Linked DNA regions of Hordeum vulgare: region 1 is linked to region 2. A link is a contact called in public Hi-C data. All regions are on one chromosome and are shown on one strand. The core of a region is the stretch at or near the end of the contact, and the rest is flanking DNA. Distances in the headings are between cores, read along the strand shown.

Region 1 (4,815 bases), core at 1,542-4,041, 57 kb before region 2:
CTAGATTTCACACCCATACTCTCGATGTTAGGCTCTTAGAAAGATCTTAGTGTTCTCTAGTTATCTCCTCTTTTTTGCATTGCTTGTTGCCGACAACAGTCCATCTTGGAGTTATGTTGTCAATAGCAATGAATACAACATGGGAAACTACCTAGCCGACATCATCTATCCTTCATGGGCCACATTTGTGAAGATAGTCCTTCGTCCTAAATGTAACAAGACACTCCACTTTACAAGTACGCGAGGATCTCTTAGAGAGGATGTTGAGAGAACATTTGCTGTGCTTCCGCGATGCCCTGGCCCTGTCGCAAAAGCGTGAGACCTTGTGGGATAACATGACAACATGTGTCTATTGCATAACATAATCATCAATGATGAAATAGACGACTCACATGACTTTCGGTATCTCTTCAAAGGCCATCGATGGGTCCATAACATAACCCAAACAGGATCAAAGCCTTCCTCGAAGAACACCAATCGTCAAGCTCACAAAAAACTTCAAGGATACCTTATTGAGCAACATTAGCGCTTTCATAGCACTTGATTCTTGTGCTTTTATCATGTTTGTCTCGATTCTTAGTTCATTTGGACTATAGTATTGTTTAAATATATGTGGTTATGTTTGAGAATAATAAACTTGCTATGCTATGAATTGAATATGTATACCTGAACTCTCGAGTATTAAATGAGTATATTGTGATAAAGTTTAAAAATGGTTGGATGAATTGGCAAAAGGATATTTTTGAGGGATTAAGTTCAGGGGATCGTGCTAGCCCAGATATTATTTAACCCCTAAACAATTTGATTTTTTTAGATAAAGGGTGAGTTTTTGACTTTTAGGAAGGCCTCTCAAAGGTATCCATGGCAGCTGCCCTAAACTTAATCCCTCAAAACTTCTCCCTATCAAAAAAATTATATTTTTCAAGGCATTAATCTCAAAGAAGAATGACTTGGTGGGGTTGCAGGGCAGGGGTGAAAAAAAGTAGTATAACAAAAGGGACCTAGGAGCTTAAAAAAAAACTTCAGAAAAAGGGCCCTTGGCCGTGACGACAAGGAGCCGATGGAGGGACGCGCAAGATTGGCGGCATGTGCCATCGGCGATGCGGACGCAGCCAAGTGGGGCCACGTTGATAAGCACGTATCCGTAATCCATGTGACCCGCCCCCGCGCGCATAAACAATCCGCTGCCGTTGCCGTGCCTTTCAGCGCCTTGTCCCCCCCGCCCTCCACTCCTCGCCTAATTGCTCCGGGGATACCCGCAACGCCACCCCAAGAAATAATCGATCACTCAACCAACCCCACTTGGTTTAATACTCCTGACCTGATTAGTAGTAGTGGAGATTCCCTTGCCGTTTGTTTGGAGCCCGGGAAAAAATAGCAGTGGTGGTTTCTTCATCTGCTTTAATAAACGCTAGAAATTACCTGAATAGTAGTGGTTTCTTGATCTGGTTTAATGAACACTTCGTTAAAATTGCCTGAATAGTAGTGGTGTCTTGATCTGGTTTAATGAACACTTTGTTAATATTAGTAGTAGTAGTTTCTTGATCTGGTTTGATGAACACTTTGGTAAAACTGGTATTAGTGGTTTCTTGATCTGGTTTAATAAAGGCTACAAAGTACCCGAACACTTTGGTAAAACTGGTAACGGTTTATTGATCGATCATGTTTCGTAATTAGTGGTCAATCATCGATCCGATTTCATAAACACTTGTTGAGATTACGTACCAGTTCCTGAAATTGGTAATACAACGGCATACATGGGAAGGGGTAAAATAAGGAAAATCAGCAGAGTAACTTTCTTCATAAATATCTGGAGAGACGGGTTAGGGGCAGCCATCCAAGAAAGAGGGCAAGCAAGAACACACAATCCTCTTCGCATCAATTTTCCGTTTCTCGTAAAAAAAAAAGGCCAAGGGCTGCACGCAAATCTCTCATCACACAAAGCGCTACACCCGTAGGAGCGCTCTCTGCTGAAAAATATGTACACGGCACAGCGACGGCACGAGGCCTACAGAAAACGAAATCAAAAAAAAAAAGGAGGGAGGGATGCGAAGGGGAACGAGCACCCTCTCTGCTTTGCTAGGATCGACCTAAATTCCTACGCGCACACGGAGAGGCCACACACGGAGCTAGCACGTAGCCGGGGGCGACGGGGCGAATCTCTCTTCTCTTGTCTCGTCTTGACTCGTCTCTACATCCACGCCGTCAGGCTGGGGGCCGGCGGCGACCGCGACGACTCGTCGGCGGCCGCGGCCACAGCCGGGAGGAGGCGGGAGCGGCAGAGCGGGCAGGTGGCGTGGTCGTAGTCGAGCCAGGTCTCGAGGCAGGCGCGGTGGAACATGTGGCCGCAGGGGAGGCGGTTTACCACGGCGTCCGCCTCGAACCGCACCAGGCACACGCGGCAGTCAGGCGCCGCCGCCGCGCCCCGCCTCCGGCCGAAGCGCGCCGGGCGGAACCTGCTCCTGAACCTCTCGGCCAGGCTGGGGCCGGCCGGGGTGGCCGCCGTGAGCTGGTCGCCGCCATCCGCGTCCTCCCCGGCCAGCAGCGACGGCGGCGTGGGCAGGCCGAGGAAGGCGAGCGCGGCGCGGAGGAGCCCCGCCAGGGCGGCGATCGAGACGACCGCGTGGTAGAGCAGGTAGATCAGGAGGCTCTCCTTGGGCGCCGGCATGCTGGAGATGCCCATCGCGGCGGCCGGTGTTGGGGATCGATCCCTGGACCCGTCTGCAATTTTCGCCTTCTTTCAGGGGCTGCCTGCTCTGAGCTTCTATGGTGGTGGTGGTGGTGGGGTGGATACAGTGAGGGAGGGGGGGTCGTGGGGAGCGCATTTATAAGCCGAGCCGGCGCTGCTGGTGTCACCTCCCTATCCATCCCACATCCCCTTCGGGCGGACGAGTGGTGTACCGCGACCCGTGTTCGGCAGCCCACCGCCGTCGGATCCGCCCGACGGACGTCCGATCCGCTCCACCCCGCGCTGGGGGACACCCCACATGCGGTGCGGTTCGATCGTGGGCGCCCAATAATTCCTCCCCCCTGCGGCTCTGGTTTGGTCCGTGGCGCCCAATAATGCGTGCATGGCTTCCCGCCCGCCAATTATTTAGGCCTGCCCGGTGGACGCATTTGTACGTGCAGTGCACCGCACCGGAGCCGGTGCTCAGATCACGGTGTCGAGTGACCGATCTCACTGTCACGGGGACAGTGTGTGTACTCTCCCTCCCGGAAATCATGAGGCGCGACTGGCGAAGCTGATTGGCGGACGCCCAATCAAAAAGGCCAAGTGAGGGCGAAAGGGAATTCTATTCAGCACATTACTCCTACCGAACGTAAGCGGCAATTCCTGCCATTTATCTGTTGAGCAACCGTGACGTGCTTGACTGGGGGTGACATTATCGCAGCCTCGTTTTCTTTTCGGTTGAAAAGACAAGCGGATCTTTTTCTTTTTGGAGGAAGTATAACAGCATTTTCTTCCGGTTCTGCGGGAATGGTTTATCCCAGACCCAGAGGAGAAATTCCGCGGGTTGCCGTGCCTGCACGACTGCGGGCGGCCGGCCGGTTGAATCGAATCGAATCGACCCGACGAGAGTCCCGCACGGGCCGGTCCCAATCGGCCCGTGCACCGGATTTGGAATCGATCTCCTGCTACGTACGCCACTGCGCTACGCCCCCTCCCGATCGACGCAGTTACGACGCGCGAGACAGGGACGACCGACGGCGACCGACGCTGCGGTTCAGCCGTTCAGGTTCAGCGGACGGACGGGCGGCCGGGTGCCCCGCGCCCTCCGGCGTGCCGGCCACTAGGCTGCGTCGGGTCTTGACCAGCACCAGTGGCTGCTTGCTTGCTTGCTTAATTGCTTGCCGTGGGGAAAGTCTCGGTGGAACGCACCTAACCATTTCTCGTTGGATGAAAGTTGCTTGGCAAGCTACCCGGTACAGTGGTACGGGTACTTGCTCGTGTGATGTGCCCGTCAACAGTAATCCATCAGACGACTAATCAACGGGGCTCTCGTAAAAACAAATAATAAACGGTCCGGTTAGGCTGGCTTGACTGCTACCCAGGAGTAGTAGTACTACCAGTAGTACGTGCAGCTCAAGTTTTTGTGTTGCGTCTGAACTTGACCACCAACGGCCTGTTGACCTGCGCGGCCGGGCTAAATAAGCCGGTGGAGTTTTCAAATGGCGCGCTGCTCTGTCGGTTCATATACTATGGTTTTACTGGAAGTTTATTGTGAAATTCCGTTCACACCCGCACCGTCCTCGCTCCAACTGAGACCGATCGGTATCTTTATTTACTTACTCCATGGATGGCGACACCAAAGCACAGCCATGCATATCTGCGGAAATCGTTTCTATTTTCTATCTTTAGTAGCAGGGTTTTACCGAAAGCAAACTGGAATTTCTGCCCCCACGCGCACCGTCCAGCGACCACGACACGAACGTGCGTGTTTACGCAGCTAATTGACGACCGTTCGTTCTTCGTTCACCGATCAATCCTCCCTGCTAACGCTAACATTTTTGCTCCACCGGCGACAGCGAAGGGCAAAGTGGCGGCACGGCAGCAGAGTTCCTGTGGCCTGGGAGAGCTTTGCCGCGTTCGATCAACTGCCTAACACAAGGTGGTTGCTTGCGTTAAGCGCCCGGCCGCCGCGCGGGTTTGGCTTGGCGTCGTCCCAACTGCACCGGCACATGCAGCTGCAGGCCTGAGCCGTTCCAGTGGCCACCAGTCTACGAACGAAGGAACGCGCGTGGCAATGTGAAACGAGAGGCGTGCAGTGGTATATGGAGCCAAGCAAACGAGCATGCAAGTTGATCAGGTAGTTT
Region 2 (5,457 bases), core at 332-2,831:
GAAGGCGGCAAGGGACTCGGCACCGCTGTCGAACGGCAGCTGTCGTTGATAGAACAGTGCATGCCGACGCTAGGAGTCACTCCGCCAAGAGGGAGGAAAAGTCTAAGGCGAGGTGCTCGGCGTTGATGATGAAGCAGGATGTCAAGCTCGACCTTCTCAGGACCAACGTTGCCGCGAAGAAGAGAAACACCGACCCGACGTTCTTGATGGGAGCAGACATGGTGACGATGGCCCCGCAGGTGAAGGCGTGGTACCTGGAAAAGCACAACCTCATCTCGAACCTCATGACGGGACCGGTGACGATCACAACCCCGCCCATGCGAACGCTGAGCAATGCAATTATGACCACAACACCAATGACACCCACGCCAACACCGCACTGAAAGACGCCCACGCCAACGCCGAGCTCTCCCACGCCTGCATGAGAGGAGCTTGTCATTTGAGTTCCGTGATTATGGTTCTCACCTTATTAATCGCTGGACTTTTGCTATGTTCGATCGTTGATCAGTGACATGGTGATCGCTGACCTATGACACGATGATCATCAAATGTGTGTCTTTTTTATAACAAAAAAGAAAACTTTAAATTTATGTGCGTCCAGGATCAAAACTTAGGGAACGGCTGAAAATGTGTGCCTTTCAAAACCAAAAAAATGCCGACCCAAACGCACAAACGTCATCATCGGATATGCTCGGGGACCAAACGGCTAGAGATGCTATAAGGCAAGGCTTTGCATCTGTCTCCTTCGACGCGATGAACAGAAATAGCAGCAGAGAAAGGTGTTTTTGCACGGGTAAGAGGGGGTGGGCGCCGTGCCACCCATTGCGTCCCGTTTTGTGGGTGGAGATGAGATGAGCACATCCGCACATGCCAGGTTGCATGCAGCGGCAGCACTAACAGCACCGCTTTGGTCCCGATTGTGTGGACGGGCTGCCTTTGGTAGCTAGCTTAGCTATGGCCAGTAGCAGCGATCGATCGTCGTTGTCGAACCATGCAAGTTTGTTGCGACGTCGGGTTCAAGCCGCGCATCCGCGACTTCTCCGGCAGCATCCTGACCGACCGTGTGTGTGCGCGCGCGCGCGCCGTGCGTGGTGATAAACATGGCAAATCTACATGTATATGTATGGGTATGGCCATCGATCTCATCTGGATATCTGGTCCGGAGGAAGCCAAAACGCCTTTTGGGGCCTCGTTCTCCATGCGTGCAAATTGAACGCACGGCCGACAATAGCGGAAGCGTCTAGTATAGCAGCCAACTGAAACAAATTTCATTGACAATCAGAATGAATTTACTCTACGACTTACATACAAATACTATTCGTTATTTTACAGTCCAACTTGGAGAATACATACGAACCTGTTGTCGTCTCATTGTGTAGACAACGTCTGGGTCCATCTGTGCAAACCAGTGTTCGCGTCCGCGCGTGGTTCGAACAGCGGCACACAGGATATACATACGTTCAGATTCAGATACTGTGCGCCGAGTTGAGCCGGAGGGACTCCCCGTGCTGGCTGGCCTTAGCTGTTTTCTGGGCTTGTTCTGGACTTGCCTGTCAGCTGGTCCGGACTCCTCTCTCTCCACACACAGGCGGCAGCAGCTAGCTGTACGAGAGCAATCTATCATGCAAGCTAGCGACAGTCAGACGGTCAGAGATGTCCGGCGACTTGAGAGATAAAGATGCAGATGGCCGGACATATGTGCACCGACTTCAAGATCATGCATGCAGCTACGAGAACGGACACGGAGCAGAGCAACCAGCTAGCTAGGCACGGGTATCACGGCCAACCAGCTAGGAGACCATCGTTATGGCGCTTCACCTCCGCCAACGACAACCTCGATCATGGAGATGCTATGGCATGGATATTTTTTTTTAGAAAAGGAGGCTTAGCCCCGTCCTCTGCATCGAAAGATGCATACGGCCATATATTAATAATAAGCTCAAGTCTTAACCGAGTACAACTGGTTCCAAACAATTGAAATAAAAGGAATAAAAAAAAGGGATACAAGACGCCAAATGCGTCCAAAACCGGCGCTGACAATATATCTAGATGCCTAAACACCTATCCGATTAGTGTGACGTCATCCAAACCGATTGAAGATACACTGAGCTACCATCTCCCATCGGACACACCCAGTAACCATAGGCTCCCTGGCGTCCACATGGGTGAGTAATGACCACGTACGGATCAGTGTGGTAACTCTGAAGATGACCTGCAAGAAGTGAAAGTTATGTCGACGGTTAAAAACTATGTCATTCCTGCAGTTCCACACGGCCCACAATAATGCACACACTCCCACACGAATACATTTAGTAGTTAAACTATCAACCCCCTGCAGCCACATCCCAAACAACGTGTTTATGCTATTAGGAGGAGTGATATTGAAAGCAATGTGCAACGAGCGTCAAACCAACTTTGCCATAGGACAATCTAGAAAGAGGTGCTGAATACTTTCATTATTAGGACAGAAAATGCATCGAGTATGCCCATTCCAATTCCTCTTGGCAAGATTGTCCTTTGTTAAGATAACTCCTTTATGGACGAACGACATGAAGATCTTAATTCTAAGAGGCACTTTGATCCTCCAAATATGAGGGGATTTGGGAATAGGCGCAGAATCTATGAGATGCAAGTACATAGATTTAACCAAGAAAACTCCATTCGCAATCAGCTTCCACTGAATACGATCAGGTCTGTCAGAGAGGTTGATGTCCATCAACCTCCTGACAAGATGCAGCCAGCTAATCCATCTGTCAGCAAGTAAAGACCTACGAAAATGAATATTTAGAGGTGTCTCGCGCATTATTGAAGCAACGGGCGCTTGTCGACGTTGCGCAATATGATACAACTGCGGATACTGAATGGCTAAAGGAGTCTCCCCTAACCAAGTATCTTCCCAGAATCTAGTCAATTCACCATCTCCTATAATGAATCTGGTTCTGTGAAAGAAGGCGGTCTTCACCCGCATCAAACCTTTCCAGAAAGGAGAGTCTGTAGGGCGTGCTGTAACCTGAGACAAGGTTTTGCTTTGTAAGTACTTATTCGTCAGAATCTGTACCCACATACCTTCAGATTCCCCGGATAATCTAAACAACCATTTGCTGAGTAGACATCTATTCTTGGTCTCTAAATTTTCAATTCCTAAACCCCCTTGCTCCTTAGGTCGACAAATGATATCCCATCTAGTAAGCCTGTATTTTGTCTTAACCTCATCGCTTTGCCAGAAGAACCGTGAACGATAGAAATCCAGTCTTTTCTACACCCCAACAGGTACTTCAAAAAAGGATAAAAGAAACATAGGCATGCTTGTAAGAACAGAGTTAACAAGAACTATCCTCCCACCAAACGATAGAAGCTTGCCTTTCCAGCAACTCAACTTTTTTTCAAAACGATCCTCAATGCATTTCCATTCCTTATTTGAGAGTTTGCGATAGTGAATGGGAATCCCTAAATAGGTAAAAGGTAAATACCCACTAGCACAACCAAACAATTGATTGTACGTGTGTTGTTCAGTTTTGGCCCTACCAAAACAGAACAATTCACTTTTATTGAAATTAATTTTCAGTCCGAATAGCTGCTCAAAAAGGCAAAGAATAAGCTTCAGGTTTCTGGCTTTAACCAAATCATGTTCCATAAAAAGAATCGTATCGTCGGCATATTGTAAAATAGAGACACCCCCATCCACAAGATGTGGGACAAGTCCCCCTACAAGGTCTTTCTGTTAGCTCGTTTAATCAAGAGAGCCAACATGTCAGCAACAATGTTAAATAAGATAGGAGACATCGGGTCCCCCTGCCTAAGACCCTTTAGTGTCTGGAAAAAGTGACCAACATCATCATTCACCTTAATCCCAACACTGTCTTTCTTAATAAAACAATCAACATGCTTTCGCCAAAGCTCGTCGAAACCCTTCATGCGTAGGGTTTGCTGCAGAAAGGACCATTTAACTTTGTCATATGCCTTCTCAAAATCCACTTTGAAGATCACACCATCTAGTTTCTTCGAATGGATTTCGTGCAATGTTTCATGCAAGACAACAACCCCTTCTAAGATATTCCTTCCAGGCATGAAAGCTGTTTGCGTAGATTGCACGACAGAATGTGCCATCGTACTTAGTCTATGAGTTCCCACCTTCGTGAAAATCTTGAAGCTAACATTTAGCAAACAAATGGGACGAAATTGCTCAATACGTGTTGCCCCCTCTTTCTTTGGCAACAATGTAATGGTACCAAAATTCAAATGAAAGAGTTGCAGGTGACCATCATACAGATCCTGAAACATAGCCATGAGATCTTTCTTAATGATGTGCCAACATCTCTTGTAAAACTCAGCCGGAAACCCATCTGGCCCCGGAGCTTTACCATTCTTCATGTCGCCAATCGCCTGAAGCACCTCTTTCTCTGTGAATGGGGCGGATAAAAACTCATTGTCGGCCTCTCCAACTTGAGGAATATCCGCCACTTGATGCTCATCCATACTCACATGAGTATGATCGGACGCACCAAATAACTTTTTATAGTAATTGGAGATGTACAATTTCAGGTTCTCATGACCGACTATTGTACCCTCATCTTGCTCTAACTGCAGAATTCGCTTTTTCCTATGTTTTCCATTCGCGATCAAATGAAAGAATTTAGTGTTGTTATCCCCGAGTACTAGAGCCCTCACTTTGGCTCGGGACGCCCATTTCAACTCATCCTCTCTCAGTAATACTGGAAGGCGGTGTTCAGCCTCATTCTTCACTGAACGCTCGGTTGCATCTAGAAGAATAGTCTCAGCTTTTCAGTCCAGAGTATCTATGACTTGGATAAGCCTATCCTGCTCATCCTTATACATCCCGGAAGTATTTTTTGCCCAGCCACTAAGGTATTGTCTAAGATGACGTATTTTGTGCTGTCATCGGTCAATGTTTGATGACCCACCAGTCACCTTATTCCATTCCCTAGCAATGATATCCATGAACCCCTCCCTTGAGAACCAACTTAACTCAAAGGAGAATCCATGTTTGTTACCCACATAGCTTGCATTGCCAGAATCCAATAATAGTGGTGTGTGATCAGAAATCGTTCTTTGGAGCGCACGCACCGTTACCAGAGGAAATTTCTGTTCCCACTCCGTGCTAGAGAGAACCCTGTCCAACTTTTCATAAGTTGGGTTAGGTAGAGAATTTGGCCATGTAAATTTCCTACCAGAGAGTTCTAACTCCCGCAAGTTTAGGCTTTCAATGATAGTATTAAACATAAAAGGCCATCGGCCATCAAAACTATCATTATTCTTTTCATCAGCCCTCCTGATGATGTTGAAATCGCCCCCTACCAAAATAGGTAAATGGATAAATTGGACGTGTCTCCTATTTATCCATTTATGTAGTCATATTTTTTATTTTTTTATATGTTTGATCACTTGCACGTGATTGATAAAAAGAAAAAGAAAAAAAGAAAAGAATGAATAAAAAAA

What was found. Hi-C and Micro-C count contacts between places; a contact is called where the count stands out from the background.
Region 1: a contact with region 2 is called in a Hi-C map of leaf, with 2.7 times the contacts expected there. The contact joins the promoter of LOC123399170 here to the enhancer-like site in region 2. A contact is called at or near these places in 4 of 6 Hi-C or Micro-C datasets (leaf, seedling and an unstated tissue).

Annotation. Positions count from the first base shown.
Region 1 is chr5H:473,003,943-473,008,757 of MorexV3_pseudomolecules_assembly, reverse strand. LOC123399170 (probable E3 ubiquitin-protein ligase XERICO) reads right to left here and starts at 2,791. Exons shown (of 1, transcript XM_045093602.1): 1 at 1,873-2,791. The coding sequence starts at 2,683. The coding sequence ends at 2,192.
Region 2 is chr5H:472,944,950-472,950,406 of MorexV3_pseudomolecules_assembly, reverse strand. No RefSeq gene overlaps it. Among protein-coding and RNA genes, the nearest start is that of LOC123399162, 34 kb to the right of the region's middle. Within about 2 kb of position 1,581, at least 3 of the 3 cell types and tissues checked have open chromatin away from gene starts, as enhancers often do. A contact at or near this core is called in leaf and seedling, where this site is marked.